Linked DNA regions of Danio rerio: region 1 is linked to region 2. Evidence: chromatin contacts called from public HiChIP or PLAC-seq data. All regions are on one chromosome and are shown on one strand. Each heading gives the region's core, a stretch centred on a gene start, on an enhancer-like site or on the middle of the called end of the contact. The rest is flanking DNA. Distances are from core to core; before and after follow the strand shown.

Region 1 (4,812 bases), core at 1,957-4,456, 330 kb after region 2:
CGTCACGAAAAGCGACTTTCAGGTCCAAGCTCTCTATTAAACTTTATGGGGAGACTCATCAAATAGTAATAATAAATGTTTACAAAGCGATGAAATACTTTCCAAAATCGTAATCACAATATGTCCATGCCTAATATCAGATGGCCAGAAAGGAATTCAATTTTATAAATTGTTAAAATTTTGGTGTCTGTGATGCAGTAAGTCAAGAGACTGTTGTGTACACCACGACTTTATAAAATTCACTTTAATGTGTGATACGACTAAAATGTGGTCATAAACGAATATTTTCCTAATTCAAATGAGTAGTGGCTTGGACCCGTAAACAGTATTCCATACATCACTAATATGTCATGACTTAACAAGTGGACAGGCATTTATTTGTCAGGTATTGCAACCAAAATTCAAGTTCTAGACTTCATAGTAGTAACGTCCACACAACGTCTAGCTGTAACATCATTAGACGTTGATATTTTAGGTTGTGTTGGAAAGTAACCAAAATGCAACGTCTATCCAACATTGGACATTGACATCGATCTGACATTGGATTCTGACGTCAACCCAATTTTCATTTACAAACAAAAGACAATAGCCCCTTTCACACATACAGACCTTTCCGGAAAATTACCGGCAATTTTCCGGAAAGGTCTTAATGTGTGAACAGGCCCATTTTGAAAATACCAGTAAAATCGTTCTATGTTGTAAAAAGAAGTTGTAACATTACCGGTAATTTGCTGGAATGCTGCGCTGTGTGAACGCAGAGGGAAGATTGCCGGAAAGAGCGCTTGCACATCTAGAATATGCTGAAGTGAGATGTTTACTTTAGCCAATTAGAACAGTCAGACGCATTCACGTCCGCGCAATTTATAAAAAGAAAAGCCTTTGAATATTTTTCCAAACACATTTAGCTGCTGGATAATAGTCAGATAACATTTATATGTTCCTTCTTAATGTCAACTTTGTAAATAATTATCGATAAGATGCCTATGATAAGCCGTTGTTCGTTTACCTTCAAGCTCTGCTTCCCTTAGTTGCTTGATGCGTCGCGTGTGCCCGTGAAGGAGTGAGCGCCAGCACACATACATATTATGTACATCTCAACATGCGAAAGTGGTTCTCTGTTTTTTTATTGAAGCTATTTACAATACTTATCGATCCACAGAGTTTATAATGTAGTCAAATGTTTACAATACAAGCGCAGCCGTTTAGAGCATTTTTGGTTAATGATGTCAGAATTTAGCGGTATTTTGGAAAGGATGTGTGAATGATCTTTTCTGGGAAAATTCCATAACGTCCTTGCCTGTGTGAACAGCGCTTTTTTTATTTACAGGTAAAGTTGTTCCAGAAATTTTCAGAATATTTACTGGTATCACTGTGTGAAAAGGGCTAATGTCCCATGACGTTGGGGTACAAGGTCAATCTGACATCTTGTGCCTGCAGGGCATAGACATGAAGGTCAGTTCTATTTCTATATATTCATTCTGTTTTTTAGTAGACCTACTTCATTTTCTTTTTCAGCATTATTCATTTGCATCTAAATTATTTCTTCTAATAGAAAAGTTAATATCTGAACCAACGACTGTAGTCCCTCAGCACCTCTGAGCAGTTTTTCCATCTGGATCTGTAATCTGTAATCTCTGAAGACAAACATCTTCGTCAGCACAGTTTTACTCGAGGGCTCAGATGTTTGACTACAGTAATGACGTGATGACTGCTCTACGGGAGGGCAGATGCCCGTCCTCCCTGGCAACAGTGAGAAAGGCACAGGCGTCACTAGTAGTTATGCAACTCGCTCACACACTCACAAACGCGCGCGGGCACAGACAGCCGAGAGTGTGTGTGTGTGTGTGTGTGAGAGAGAGACTGAGAGGTTTCATTAAGGACTCCGAGAGCTCAGCAGGGGTCTCTGCCATTTCACGTACAGAGCGCCAGAAATCACCCCGCTGCTAATGCTAAAAATAAAGCTTTTCTTTCACTGACGGATGTGGTGGCTTGAAAGTTGTTTTTGTTTACACTTTTTTTTTTTTTTTTTTACTTTTTCGTTCTCTTGGGTTCCCAGGAAAAGGTCCCTGGCTTTTTTCAAAGCATGACAGGTTGATAGACAGGAATGGGTTCAAAGAGCCTGTAACCAACACACAGCTGTCTGAGGTCTTGGTGATCATACAGTTTGATAGACCTACCTGTGGATTGAAAGTAAGGTTTCAGTCCTCAGGAAAAATGAAATCTGGAGGCTTTTGGAAGATATATATGCACTGGCCTGCTTCTTGTTATACATAAAAAAACACAACAGGACTATATTTATCTGATTAACGCTTTTTATATCATATTATTTCCCAAAATCAATCTCTTAGAGTTCATTGCAACATAAGGCGTTATAAGAACTTTGTCGCCCCCTATTGGAGACACTTACGTTTTGCAATTTACATAATTCAGAAATGCATAAAAATTAAATAAAACATAAAAACAGGTAATTCGATTACAGTTAATGTATGTAATATGTAGCAATGATAAAATACCTTCCTACGAATAATGATGTTAAAAGAGAAATATACAAGCTACTAGATAGAGTGCATAGCCAAAACTGATATGCTAAGACACACATACACCCCAAAACAATAATTTACATCCAGCAGACGGAAAAACGTGTGCTGATTAGACGTAAATACATTAACAAATGTAAATCTATGACCGTGTTCAGTCTTTTAAAGAATGCCCAGAAACAAAAATACTCACTGAAATCGTTTCAAAATAACACACTAACAATTCAAAATAAAATATGGAGTAGTGTTTACCAGTAACTTTGATGATTCTTTACTCAATAATTTTACAAAATTAAACTTGATTTAATGTGAGATTTTATCAGCATCTTTTAATGATTTTGTGTTATAATATAATATAATATAATATAATATAATATAATATAATATAATATAATATAATATAATATAATATAATATAATATAATATAATATAATATAATATAATATTCATCATTTATGAAATCCATTTTTACTCCCCTCGTGATTATGTTTGAGAAAAACTTTCTGAGATGTTTCACCTAGCTCACTCCTGATTGGTTATTTGAATCAGCGCTGCTTTAACAGTCCAATCGTATGGATTTTAAGGTGGAGCATCGAACAGCGCTGTTACAACCGTCCAATCAGCTGCGAATAAGGTGTGGCATTGTAGCAGATTCACCGGGAGCGAGTGAGAGCTACAATCTGCTTAGGCTCAACAACACGATATCGGTATGTAAATATTCCCATACACTTCTTTTTGTCTGGTCGCTGTGTTTTTTACACTATCTCTGACTTAATTCGGTTAAGAATTGTGACATATTTCGAGGGATACATATTCATTGTTAAATAATATAAGTTATATAAGTTACCATGAAACTATGTCTCACAATGTTGCAACAACAGGTTGTCGGAAGCGCGTGTGCTTTGTTTACATTGCTAGCAGGATATGTGTAGTACGTGGCAAAAAGTTATCAGATGTCAGAACACAGAGATGCAATATGTTTGGATGTGAAGTGGATGTAATAAGAATAGCTTTCTAGTTGTTTATGTGTGTAATTGAAGCTCGTCTCACTCATTAAATAGCATATCACAGCAGTTTGTTGTTGTGATCAGCACAGATTGAGTTGATAATGAAAGGAAAAGATCATATCTGTACAGTTCTTTTGAGATATATTTATTGAGATATTGAGATATTATTATTACCAATTTAGTGCTTTCTGCTGTTGATAATTTATAATTTTATAAATAAAAATATATACAAGACCTGTACTTTGTTGTTCAGCTCTGCAGTATGTTATGATTAAATATAGCATGTTTATCTATTGTTGTGGCATTTTGATTTGGATCAATGTTATATAAAATGTCTCTGTATATTCACATACTTTTTTTATTATATACATTTAATGTTTAGTAAAATAACTTATTGTTGTACTAAATCATGTTTTAGTTTGAAATTATTGTACAATATTCCTTATTTTTGGCTATATATCTAAATGAATTAAATTAAAATGGTGCATTCTAACTGCGGTACAGAAAAGTGCACCTTTACTCTTTTGATGTTTGACAACACATTTTATTTTTTTACCCAAATTCAGAATTTTGAAGGGTTCACCAGTTATATTGAAGACCTTTCGATAAAATTTTTTAACCAAGTGTTTAATGGGTTATGGGATTGTCTTAAAGTAATGCAATCAGAAGTATTATAAATGTTTTGTATGTTTTCTTAATTTCAGTAGTGAATATATAAATCTTAAAAGGATGATGACTCATGCTGCATTGCACAAATTTGTATCCAATCAGATGCTTTCAAAAGCAAATCTGACATTAAATCAAACAAATCAGTGCTTGGTATGCAAATGTACTTTAGTAACATATTTTAGTTGTTGAATAGCTATGGTACTTTGGCAGCAACTGGTTACCATGGAAAATGTTCAGCTCCTCAGGGATCGGTGAAACTGAAACTGCTGTGAAAGCATGTGGAGGTGGTGGTGGTTGCAGTGTTTTTGTTTTGAATAAATGTATGAATAACATGGCATGTCAGAAACTTTTGTCTTGCTGACTCATAGCTAGAACTGGGCTTGTACAGTTAAAACAACCTGAAACATTCATATCCTTGTTGAGATTCGACAGGCTTCTAAACGCTACTTTTAAAACTAAAAATTTACTTATTGATCAACTTTTAATAAATATGCCATTTTATGTTGAGGAATAATGCATAGAAAATTATAATTTGCCAGTGCTGTGGATTAAGGGCAGGGTTGCCAGGTAAAATAAGCTCAATAATATAAAAAGTCAA
Region 2 (4,880 bases), core at 1,509-4,008:
GTACAGACTCTTTCAATGTTCCAAACATTGGAGAAAGTATCTCTAATTATAGATGGAGAAAAAGACAAAAGGAAAATTATTAGGATTAAGTAACACCTTATCAGAACTTTACTCACCTTTTTATATTTAACCCATTAACTGTCAGTCACTACACTTTTTGGAGCTTGAAAAAAATGTCACACTTGAAAATTATAGATGCTATATATACAGTCGTCAACATTTGAAGTGGATCATCACCTTTCATTAAAGTTGTGCAAAATCTATTGAACACAACTCGTTCTTGTCTTAGGATAATTATGAAAAATGTTTTTGATTCACTTTAAATGTTGACTACTGTAGTTTGTCGAATATCCAGATAAGTTCAAGTTTAGATAAAAAAACAAAAACAACAATATATATCTCCTATGGACAAAATAAAAAGTCTATCATTTCCTATGTTCTATTGTTTATTTTTCCGGTATTAAATACATTGTTTACAATAAAAATACTTTTTCATAATTAATACAAGCACAATATTTCATGTTGGACTTGGAATCGTTAGTTTCTATATTAACATAAATTGTATATTTCTACATTTTTAATCAAACACACTTGCCCTGTATTTTTAAATAAAGAGACAAATACAATCACATTTGAAAGAGTCAATTTCTAAATAAATACTTTACATGTGGTAAACATACTATTAATTGATTGAATTTACAAAAATTAAAACATTGTGATGCATATCATTATCAGGACATGAGATGACTTATTTGATGATATGAGATTTTTGTCATATTGCCCAAACTGGTCAAATATGTTTTTTAAAATAAAAAATGGTGAATGTAAAACTCTTGAAATACCTTTGATATGCAGTGCTCCAGTGTTGTACTTTTTCGGTATCCCAGTGACTTTGTTTAAATAAAAACGATAAATGTCATTTGTAGGCATTAAGTTGGTCTCAAAGAAATCAGCTGGCTCTTCTTTATAATAACTAGTGCCGTGAGGGCTTGGAGGACGCTTGTCTTCAGTCTTCTTCTTCCTTTTTGGACTTATATTTACCTTTTGGGGTTCATTTCTTGGAGCAGGAGTTTCATCATCACTGCTGGAGAGGTTCCAGCCCCCTTCCTCAGTTTCTCTCTTCCTTTTTACAGCAGGGGAAGCATTGCGTTCATATTTTACAGGATTGGCTTGATTCACATGTGCTGATTTTCTGGCTTCGGATCCCATGGAGGGAGCGGATGCTGTTTTCACAGAATTCTCATTGCGTTTTGGACTCAGTCTGGGCTCCTGCTTGAGGAATGTGGGGGTCTCTTCAGGTTTGCTTTGCGAATCTGGTTTCACAATTGGTTTAACTGAATCCTTCTGAGGTGTTGGAGGAATAATGTCCTCGTCTTCACTATCTGATATGCTCCACTTGCCATGTTGACTGTCTTGGGACATTTTTGTTCAGCTGTGGATTACAAAGAGTTCAAGAATACTATTATTACTATTATTATTATTATTCTGCCTCTGGACTGCTTTGCTTATTCTGCCTCAGGATTGTTTGGCCCCTTAATTGCTGCTTGCAGCTATATTTATTATTTACTTTTATAACTGTATACAATTGAGGTAAAGTTGGCTTAATATTCGCACATTTGTTCAGTGACAACTTGTGACAGCCCCTATATTGTTTATCACGCTGCTTTGAATATTTGGTCTGAAATGGCATCTAAATATGACTTCAAAACAACATTAGCAATGGGACAATCTACTAAAGGCCTGACCTTTAAGTTTGTTTGCCTTGAAAAATCATACTAAAAAAGCGTAAAATCATACAATTCAATGATAGAACGCATCCGTGATTAGTGTCAGCTTCTCCTTCAAATGATGCATTACACGTTTAAGGCTATGTTCAATTTGATGCAAATGTGACAGGACTGACAGAAACACGGAGACACTTGAGTTGTACACTTTTTTATATTATATATTTGTAGTATTTATTTGAATTTATATTTCATTTTTTAATCAATTGATGCGAATGATAACAACTTAAACTTGCTATTTCTGACTTTTTTCTTAAATAACAGTTTTAGCATAACAAAACTATTAAAGCTGTAGGTTAAAATATGCTGAGGATATGAGCAGTGTTTGTACATTTGTAAACTGTTTTGATAAAGAACAAAAATCTTAGAACCAAATTAAATGCTTTTATTCACCGTATTTATTTCAAGAAAAGACAATGTACGTTTTTGATACAATGTCCCCCCAGATGACTGTGAACAATGTTGTACTTTGAGTTGTGAGTGGCTGCTAATATAATGATTTTAATACTTAGAAATTGCAAAGAATACCTTTCTGAATTTATATTATTAGGAAGACAAAATGTACAAATATAAAATCATTTTACCGCAATCTGTTAACAATAATTTAAACTGCAGTGACTTATTGCCTGACTTTGCACCATAATAGACAAAATGCATAAAAAACAACATTGTCACAGATACTTGCACAAAGGGTAAATGCTTGCGTTGTAGCGATTAAGGAAACCAGACGTAACCATATCAGTGTAAGGAAAATGTGTGTAAATGAGTAAACTTACAAAGAGGCGGGAAGATGAAATGTACTGTAAACAGGAGGAAGCAAACAATTGTACTCTAAATAAATCTAAAGGCTGCATATATACAGCTTTAACTAAACCCTTGATGGACGCCTGTCCTTTTGAAGCTTAAATAACAGCACAACAGTTTTGTTTTGATTCAGCATGCACACGCTCTCTACATTATACATGTGGAAACAGCAGAGACATGCCACACTATTATTCAAAATAAAAGTCTTCAAGATAATCGAATTTGAAACATTTTTTTTCAATATTTACCAGGGACATAAAAGGTATGGAGGACGAAAACTGCAAAAACAACAAATAAATAAATAAATATGCAAAACAAATTAATTAATAAATTCACAAATTCCTGCATAAATAAAACAATAATTCACACACACACACACAAACACACACACACACACACACACACACACACACACACACACACACACACACACACATATATATATATATATATTATCACACTATTAATTTATTTATTATTTATTTGTTTGTTTGTTTATTTATTGTTTTATTTATGCAGGAATTTGTGTATTTATTTATTTATTTATTTATTTATTTATTTATTTATATATTTATTTATTTGCGTATTTATTAATTAATTAATTTTATTTTTAAAAATTGTTTGCGGTTTACATCCTACATAAAAAAGTAGCCAAACATTAAAATGAATTATTACATAATGAAATGTTGAAATTTTTAAAGTTATTTTTTTATCATCAATTTTATAAATAACTTAACATGTGCTAGGAGCTTTTTTACAGGCATAACCTATTTCAACATCAATAATGCCTAATTCAAACATCTACAAGAAATTAATGAAGGAAATTAAAACAAAGACATGTCTATACGTTTTTATCAAAATAATATGGTAAAATTTTATGTAAAAAAATGTTTGGATGACACATTTAATGAATTATAGTGAAGCTAAAACAGTAAAGCAAGCAAGCAAGCAAGAAAGCAAACAAACAAACAAAGAAGCAACCAAGCAAACTAACATACAAAAATAAAAATAAAATCAGACTGTTGTACTTCTACATGTTAACACAAGAACAGTATGACAGTATGTTATTGAAACATATATTTTTATTTCTTGATTCTTATTATTGTGTCTCATTGTGTATTATTTATTTTTATATTTTATAGATCGTGACCATTTTGGGTGAGATAAAAATGCCTATAATTTTACACAAGACTTTTAGTTTGAAATTTGGAGGTTTATACGCGTCCAATCATTGCCTCTCGTACTGGGTGCTCAGACTGAACAACATTGAACAGTAAACCAATCCCTCCCATCCATACTGTTTCTATGCGAACATCTACAACTTTCCAGAAGCCTTCACGTATTGATATCTAGTTAGTTCAAATATACAAATGTTAACAACAGGAAGAAGCTTTAGGAATGAGAGACAAATAAACGATGCCGAGAGGAAAAAAATTGAGTTGGTAAGATTTGGTTCTGATTGATGCTGATGAACGATCTCAAAACGATTGATGTGAAATCACCAGTCGAATGAAAGCGTGAATGCTGAGATAAACGTTACATATATTTAACGTGGACAATGTAGTTGGTTGGACAATTAAACGTTTCATTTAGACGTATAGATAAAATTAAACAACTGAACATGTTACTGCTGTACAATTTAGTGAATCAAGGTTGCGTTACTCAATTACCTGCATTTAACGTTAGATATTACGTTATGTGGATTGAAGTAACATAAACAAAACTTCTAAAGTGAGAAGCTGCACTTATAGCCAGAAACAATTGTTTTCTTCTAGGAATTTGGAAAAATGTTTCGCCCGAACAGGGACTTGAACCCTGGACCCTCAGATTAAAAGTCTGATGCTCTACCGACTGAGCTATCCGGGCTCTGAGTGCATCCATGGACAGGGACGATCAAATACTGCTGACTAATATGTTACAAACATTTCATTAATTCATTTTTGTTGTACAAGCTCGTAAATCAACACAAAGAAAAAAGTTGAGCACTTAAAATCGTGTAAACCTTACCGTTTTGCCAAAACTAGACAACTTCTCCTGAAGATATTCGTGGCTAGAGGGCGCTGTTTCTCACCCTTTTTTGTTTGACAAACTACTTGCCTTATAATTTCATAGAGCAAATGCCTTTCTAGCTGCAACCCATCAGTAGGAAACATCCATACACACTCATTCACACACATACACTACGGTCAGTTTTTAGCTTACCCACTTCACTTATACTACATGTCTTTGGACTTGTGGGGGAAACAGGAGCATCCGGAGAAAACCAACACCAGAAGCACATGCAAACTCCAC

Evidence for each region. HiChIP or PLAC-seq counts read pairs in DNA pulled down with a chosen protein or histone mark.
Region 1: an H3K4me3 HiChIP or PLAC-seq map of embryo shows a contact between it and region 2, with 5 times the contacts expected there. The contact joins the promoter of ston2 here to the promoter of tdp1 in region 2. A contact is called at or near these places in 1 of 18 Hi-C or Micro-C datasets (hematopoietic stem cells) and 1 of 4 datasets of contacts at active chromatin or transcription factors (embryo).

What each region holds. Positions count from the first base shown.
Region 1 is chr17:18,014,721-18,019,532 of GRCz12tu, forward strand. It overlaps ston2 (stonin 2), which reads left to right and starts at 3,207. Exons shown (of 7, transcript NM_001033743.1): 1 at 3,207-3,245.
Region 2 is chr17:17,681,710-17,686,589 of GRCz12tu, forward strand. It overlaps tdp1 (tyrosyl-DNA phosphodiesterase 1), which reads right to left and starts at 2,759. Exons shown (of 16, transcript XM_695082.9): 1 at 2,561-2,759; 2 at 843-1,432; 3 at 1-42. The coding sequence starts at 1,422. It overlaps efcab11 (EF-hand calcium binding domain 11), which reads left to right and starts at 3,864. Exons shown (of 6, transcript NM_001017812.1): 1 at 3,864-4,030. The coding sequence starts at 3,959. trnak-uuu (transfer RNA lysine (anticodon UUU)) reads right to left here and starts at 4,454; the gene lies at 4,382-4,454.